2 separate regions of the Arachis hypogaea genome follow, and region 1 is linked to region 2. Evidence: chromatin contacts called from public Hi-C data. All regions are on one chromosome and are shown on one strand. The core of a region is the stretch at or near the end of the contact, and the rest is flanking DNA. Distances in the headings are between cores, read along the strand shown. Region 1 holds the start of LOC112703467 (interactor of constitutive active ROPs 4). Region 2 overlaps LOC112703466 (E3 ubiquitin-protein ligase DA2L).

The links. Hi-C and Micro-C count contacts between places; a contact is called where the count stands out from the background.
Region 1: a contact with region 2 is called in a Hi-C map of an unstated tissue, with 6 times the contacts expected there. The contact joins the promoter of LOC112703467 here to the enhancer-like site in region 2. A contact is called at or near these places in 4 of 8 Hi-C or Micro-C datasets (leaf and an unstated tissue).

What each region holds. Positions count from the first base shown.
Region 1 is chr7:74,700,755-74,704,559 of arahy.Tifrunner.gnm2.J5K5, reverse strand. LOC112703467 (interactor of constitutive active ROPs 4) reads right to left here and starts at 1,960. Exons shown (of 5, transcript XM_025754925.3): 1 at 1,684-1,960; 2 at 1,542-1,594.
Region 2 is chr7:74,643,962-74,647,710 of arahy.Tifrunner.gnm2.J5K5, reverse strand. It overlaps LOC112703466 (E3 ubiquitin-protein ligase DA2L), which reads right to left. Exons shown (of 10, transcript XR_011864148.1): 10 at 1,807-2,395. Among protein-coding and RNA genes, the nearest start is that of LOC112703466, 13 kb to the right of the region's middle. Within about 2 kb of position 1,485, at least 1 of the 3 cell types and tissues checked has open chromatin away from gene starts, as enhancers often do.

The DNA.
Region 1 (3,805 bases), core at 711-3,210, 56 kb before region 2:
ACGTCTGACAAAAAAAAAACTAAATAGAAACTACTTTAAAAAAATTGTTCCTATTTCTTTGAATGTTATATTGTCATATTGATTTAGATATCCTGTACTCCATATTCAAATATATTTTTTTTCAACCAATAAAAAAAAAAGACAAAATACACGATTGTAAAAGGTTAGTTTAATTTTCAAATTTTTCAATTAGATAAAATGTATAAAAATATCCCAACAAAGCTTATAATTAAACTAAAAAGTTTGTATAAATATAACTTTTTTTTATCACTATAATTTTAGTCTTTTACCCTTAGTTATACAGAAGTTATAAAAGACGTAAAGTAACTTTTTGTTAAAAAAAAAATCTTGAGAATCTAGCATAATAAAGGAGAAACAAATAATATGTGTGGGTAGAAAACAGCTTTTTCAAAAATTCATGGAAATAAGAAATAGTTAGTTAAATATGAACATAAAAAGAAGTAACATGATAAAATAAAAACGGTTGAAAGTTTAGCTATCTAACAAGAACAAGTTTTCCAATGCTCTTAATAATAATTTGGACATTTACATTTGTTTTCTTTCTCAAGTCCCTCCAAACATAAACATGGTAAACAATATTCTCTAGTGCCATGTTTGGTAGAAAAAATCCAACAAGAAAACAAATTCATGAAACCAAACATAACGTAAGACAAAGAAGTGGAACAGAAAGATTCTGCAACGCATGCATGTCAAGAACTCAAAAGTTTTTTCAAAAGAATACCATTTAATTTGTGCACTATCAATATATTTTTATATAAATATTTAATTATGCCTGACATATACAAGCATCAATGAGAGTGATAAAATTATTTTATTCTATATATCAATCACTTTATATCAATTTAATTCAATAAATACTTACAGAACAGTAATAATGCCAAATGCTTTGAAATGAAATATAAAAATATCACATTTTTAATATAAAGGGGGAAAAAACATCCTTATCATTTGAACAAATTGCACAGCCAAAAACGGAAATTTCTAACATAAATGAATATTTGAAGATTTCATAATTTTAATCAATTTATAATAAAAATCATTGTTACTTATTTCATCAGTTTCAGTCATAACCCATAAATACTTGAAAGCAATAATAAACGGTTTTAAAAGCAACATTTATTATAGGTGGTAAAAACTTTCTATAAAAGATGAATAAATGAAATATTGAAATGATTTGACCAGTAAAAAAGAAAAGAAAATGCTATAAACAAAAAGGCACTCAAAAGAATAAGATCTTCATCACATAGTTGTAATCATAATGATCCTATGAATGTGTGTGTATTTATGTGTTTGATGGGCAAGAAAATTTAAAATAAAAAATTTAAAAACAAAAACAAACTCAGAAGTGAAGAAAAGTACTAGAAAGTTAGAAACTTGGGGGGAATAACATGAACTATTCATTTCATTTTCTTCCTAAGAAAAAATGAGTAGAAAAAAAAAATCTTAGAAAAATATCATTGAGGAAATACAAACATATATTGAAGAAAATTAAAGAAAATTCAGGTTGAAGAAGCACTCACCAATGGCTATATATTGAAGGAGTTAAATCAGCTAACACTGTTGTTGGAAGGATCTGAAAGCAACCAAAGAATGATATTAAGAGAACTTTCTCATCAAATGCAAATATAAAAAAATAAAAAATAATAACAAAAAAATGCATACCCAGAAGAAGAAGAGAGAAAGAATGGAGTATTTGAAAGTTTGAATTAAAGCTGTTATGAAACTGTGGCACAAGGTAGTGGCTTATTTATGAGTTACTCAGAAGAGTACAAAAACAAAAAGAGGGTCATTTTGGGAAAATTGATTCCCAATAATTAATGTTGTTTTTGCATTGTGTAAACTGTAAACAAAACATAAGGGGAAGAGGAACTCTTGGAAATCCAACTAGTCAGTACTAGTCTTCTTTTGTCGCTTTCCTCCATAATTCAAATCCTTTCTTAGTTTTTCAAAACCTTTTTTCTTTTTTGTTTTTTGTATTTGGATTTTATTACTATTAGTAGTGTTTTTAACTTTTATAATATTTGTCGTTATTTAAAAATACTAAAATTTTAATATATTGGACACTTTAAATTAGTTTTAAAATTTGGTAATATCGGATATTTTCATTTTTAAATTTTAAAATATATAAAATAATTTATAACATTTTTTTTAAGAAAAAGTTTAATATACTAGGTGAAGCGTACAACTAACAAAAGATAAATAAAGACAATAACATAAAATCTACATGCTACAATAATTTTTATGTCATCTTCCGTATAATTATCAACAACATTGAATTAACTACCACATTATTTTTTAGAGTAACAAAACAATATAAGAATACAGTCCACCACATTTGTTCTCTTATTCCTAAATATCACACCATTTTTGAGTAGCCAAATATTTTTTGTAACAGAAAAGAATTCAATTAACCACTTTTTACTCATGTATTTTTTCAATGGTATGATATTTCAACTCTCAAAGTATTTTTTTAATGGTATCTGGGATGGTCCAATCACGCCTAACATAAAAAAATTTATACACACCATACTTGTCAAGAAAATTTATAAATAACAAACAAGTATTATATAGTTTCAATATCCTTTCTATACAGAACACACATTATTACAAAATTCAATGATGTCAATCTACTCAATCGGTCCTTAATATTGACTCACCCTACTAGAACAAATCAGGTAAACAGTTCAACTGAAAAAAATTAGTCCTTTTCAACTTTTTTGTAAATCTGTAGCTACTTATATCATCTAATAAAGTCTCTTTTTGTAATACCTACACAAATGAGTTAATAAAATAAATGTCTTCTTTGTCAAATTTTTACACCACTTTATCCTACTGTATATCTACTATTAATCTAATAAAATGCAAGACATCAAGTAGTTGGTTCAAGATTTCTGTCTTCCATTGATGAAATTTTCTCCTCTGTCTAAAATTTCAAACTCACTTTAAGCCATCCTATAATTCACAATCCTCAATTATGGATCTTTTTTTGTTTGAAATTAAGACGAACCTTGGAAAGGAGTTCATTAGATTCCTAACTTGTAACCATCTATTCTCCCAAAATCTGGTTGATCTATCATTCCCTACCTCCATATCTAGTCCATCAATTATCTTGTCTCTCACATGTTGCTTCTTTATTTGCAATTGATGGTATATATCTCTTCATGGACTTCCTTTTTATTGGTAATGTTGAGTTGACAACAACGGATTAGGGTTCAAGTTATTGTATGAGCACACAACCTTCTTCCATAATAGACAGTTCTCCTTAAAAAATCTCCACCATCATTTAAACAGTAAAGCAGTATTACAAACCACCGCATCTCTCACTCCCAAGCCTCTTAGCTTCTTCGATGCATGTATCATCTTTCACCTTTCAAGAGCCAAACTAGGTCGTCCATCTTTCTTTTTCCAAAAGAACCTCCTCTGCAATACAATTATTTTTTGCACATCTACATTTGGCATCTTATACAGACTCATATATTTGTTAGCGTTCGTATCTTTTATGGACACACATAATAATTTATTCATTTAATAAATATATATGATTAAGACTTAATTAATAACGAACCTTTGCCCTTGTCCATTTTTCCCACACCATAGTGGATCCATTCCCGTGGTTTTGAGCTTAGCACTAGAGACTAAGGATGTTCAAAACTGATCTAATCCAAACAAAACTAATCAACCGAAATAAAAACTTGATAACCGAACAAACTAAAAACTAAAAAAATGAAAAAAAATTTTGTTTTTTTTTTGTTCGGTTCGGTTCGGTTTGGTTTTGACAAAAAAA
Region 2 (3,749 bases), core at 236-2,735:
AATAATCTTATAAGGTTTTGTAGGACAGAAACTTGAAGTGGGCAAAAATGCTACATTAATAACTTGAAGTGGGCAAAAGATCATGCATGTAAAAGGATAGTGGATATCGGATATCATATATTTGGAGAATTTGAACAATGCATGTGAAGCTTAAATGCTTATGATATCTCTTCAACCACTCCATTGGACCAACCTCATTATATGTCGACGTCCATGCCTTACATACAATTAACCAAATCAATATATATATAATAGCCATCATATTATTATGTATGTATTAATTATTATTTGGATCGATCTGATGTGTATTATATATACATTATTATATAATCGAAAATTTTTTAGATTTGATGCTAAGCAAAATCATAATATATTTTTTGTATTGTAATATTTCATTGTTCTTCTTAATATTAGATGAAGAGTAATACCAAAAAGATAATAACTCAAAATTATTTTATTTATTTTATCATTCATAAATGTATATATGTAATATTTGAAATTATATATTTATCACATATAAAATTATTTATTTATTCTAACAATAACTGTAAAGTATAAAATTAAGAAATTTTGGATTAATTTATACAGGGCGAATTAGACAACACCTTTCTTTTAAGGGGGACAAAAGTTTTTAAGGAAAAAAATATTTATGGCTAATAATTTTATGATGTATTTTTAAATACTTTTAATTATTTTATAATAATACCAAACTGATTTAATATATTTATTATTGATTATATTTTAGGAAATAATAATGACGTAACACATCATATGGTGTTGTTCTCAAATGAAATTTTGCATGATGAATTGATACAAAGTGTCTGGTTCTGATTTGTTCTCACTTGCAACATTAATGAATCGGAGGCCCAAACTCTCATTCTCAAGCTTGTTTATCTGTACGGACTACGGGACATTGAAGCCACAATTACAAAGTAACCACTTGCACCCGACCTCATCAATGCAAATATTTTTTATCCTTTATTTTTATATGTTTGGGATACACATTATATTCGTCTTGCTATTTTGTAAACTCACGTGACTAATATTTCATAATTACCGAATCAATAGGGAGGAATAGCAATTAATTAAGTACAACTTAGTCAACGGCAAATCATTATTTTGAGATGCTGGCAAGAAGCAACAAGCAAGACTGCCGGCGTGCAATGCTGACCCGACTGTGATCATTATATTTAAAAAATAGATTTAGATCTTTTAAATTTTAAATTTTACCTGAGAAAATGAAATATGATCTTTCATCTTTGTATATTTTTTTTAGTTCTATGTATAAAATAAATTCATTAAATTATAAGAGATCATACTTTACTCTCTTAAATAAAATTCAAAATTTAAAAGATTTAAATTTTTAAGGAATAAATTTATGCATCAAAATTTGTCCTATGTCTTTTTTTTTTTTTTTGGTTGCAAGTTTGTCCTATTTCAAAGTCAAAGTATTGTTCCGCTTTGATACATACAAGCCGATATCTATATACAAAGACAATTACATACAAAGCCCAAATAGTCTACTCTTTCTTCAGGTTCGTATACTACTTTCATTGAGACCTTGATAACATTTTTTTCCTACGTTACAGACAAAAAAAAAATGAAATAAAAAAATTTGCATCAACTAAGAAACTCAATCATATCAAATTATTTATCAAAATATTTTTATTTAATAAATTTTTCATATGAATATTTTATTCTACAGAAACTAAAAAGTAGTTAATGGACATTGTCGCCAAAAAGTTCTCCGAAGAATCATATTGTGTGAATACTGAAAAGAAAATAAATGGCACAATTAAAAGAATATGAAATAAAAAATGAAATTGCGTCATTGCAACTCAGTTAGGCACAAGCAGGAGGCTATTCCTAACAACCTTAAATCCTGATGGTATCTTTAGTTATCTATTCTTTGTGCGTCTCAATAAAGTTACCAACTTACCATGATAGAAGCTATATTTCTTTGATAGCAGGAATGCCAACTACAGCAAACAGGTATAATTGTCCGCCAAACATTTTTCATTGTTCTTGTTCCGGACCAAAAAGAACATAACCGACCAAGTGATTAAGACCATAAATCGACTTCATGGTATAACAGCAAGATACCACAAAGGATTTGCCATTATATTTCATAACCACCGAATTCCAGTAAATAAGGTGCCATAATGAATACTTAATGTCGAAAAAACGAAAGCCCAAAAGACAAAGACTAAAAGGAAAAGGTCAACACTAGGTAAAGACACAAAACTCACTTACAACCTCACACTCCATTAACTTTAACATCGAAGTGCCTTGCAAGTTGTCCTCCTAACCTGATTCTATACTCGAGAAAGTTGGAATCTCCCGTCTCCACTTCTCCAGGTCATGACCTCATTTCGAGCACGAACAATTCTATAAACTGAACCAAAATGATTGGTACAATCAGATTAATCAATATTCAATAACTAGTCATTTGAACATTCCCATATTCCAAAAAAAAAAACAATTAAAAAACTGCTGAACCAATTAAACTAGTCCAGTTTTTTATTAGAAAATTGATTAAAACGTTAAATTAAAAAATGGAAATTACATATATTTTATATAAAAATATTATTTTGTTATATCCAATTTAACTCGGTTAAAACTCATCCAAACTTTTAAACCTTTGAATTTTTAACTTTGCTAGTTCAATGACCGATCTAATTTATATATATTTTATATAAAAAAATATTATTTTGTTAAATTCAATTTAACTCGGTTAAAACTAAACTAAACTTTTAAACCTTTAAACTTTAATTTTGTTGGTTCAATGACTGATCTGATTTGCAGAACTTGACATTTTCTATGCCAGCCATAGATTGATAAAACAATAAAAAATTAAAATTAAAAATGAAAAACTTGCATGAATAGTTAGCTTATTCATGTTAGAGATCTAAATTCCTTTTTGTGTATGTAATAATTTATTGGCCAATAAAAAAATATAAATTTTTTTTTAAATAAATAAAATAAATATTTTATTTACCAAAATAGACAATTCATAGCATTTTTTCAAAAATACGTAATGTCTTATTTCGTTTACAGTGTAAACGAATTAATATTATATGTATTTCATTTACACTGTAAACGAAATAAGACACAAAACGACGTGGTCGTATCACGTTTGTGCACGTAGTGTGTAACACTCTTATTTCGTTTACATTGTAAACGAAATAAGACTAGACGACGCCTACATATATGTATTTCGTCCACAGCAATTGTTTGTACCTTAAACCATCCATTTCTTCAATTTTCTCCCACTTATACCCTTCTCTAATCAAATATAGGACTTACTTCAAGATTATGGCGCACGATGATAATCACGATACGAACATCAACTGACTGAATGCAACGTAACACATTGCGGGGGCAGCTGACTTTGAGGTTGGTGTTATTCTTTGTTTTATGTTTATGTTAAAGCATAGATGTGTTGCCATAGTAAAAGGTACTTTTATGAAAGTAGTATGCAGTAATTGTTAGACATATGAATATATTGTTAGGAATGGTTTAAATGATAGAGTGTGATGTTAGGTATACTTTGACATGGATTTAGTAGTTAAATGTTTATTTAAATTGTTTTCCTTTAAAATATGTTATAAAAGCCAATAAGCTATAGCTCAAATAGCGTAGTTTTTACATATTTGCCTAGAGATTGTGGGTTCGAGTCTCACTCCTAACTTTGAAAAAAAAAATGTAGGTTATTAAGCATATTTTTTATGACTTTAGTTATTAAAATA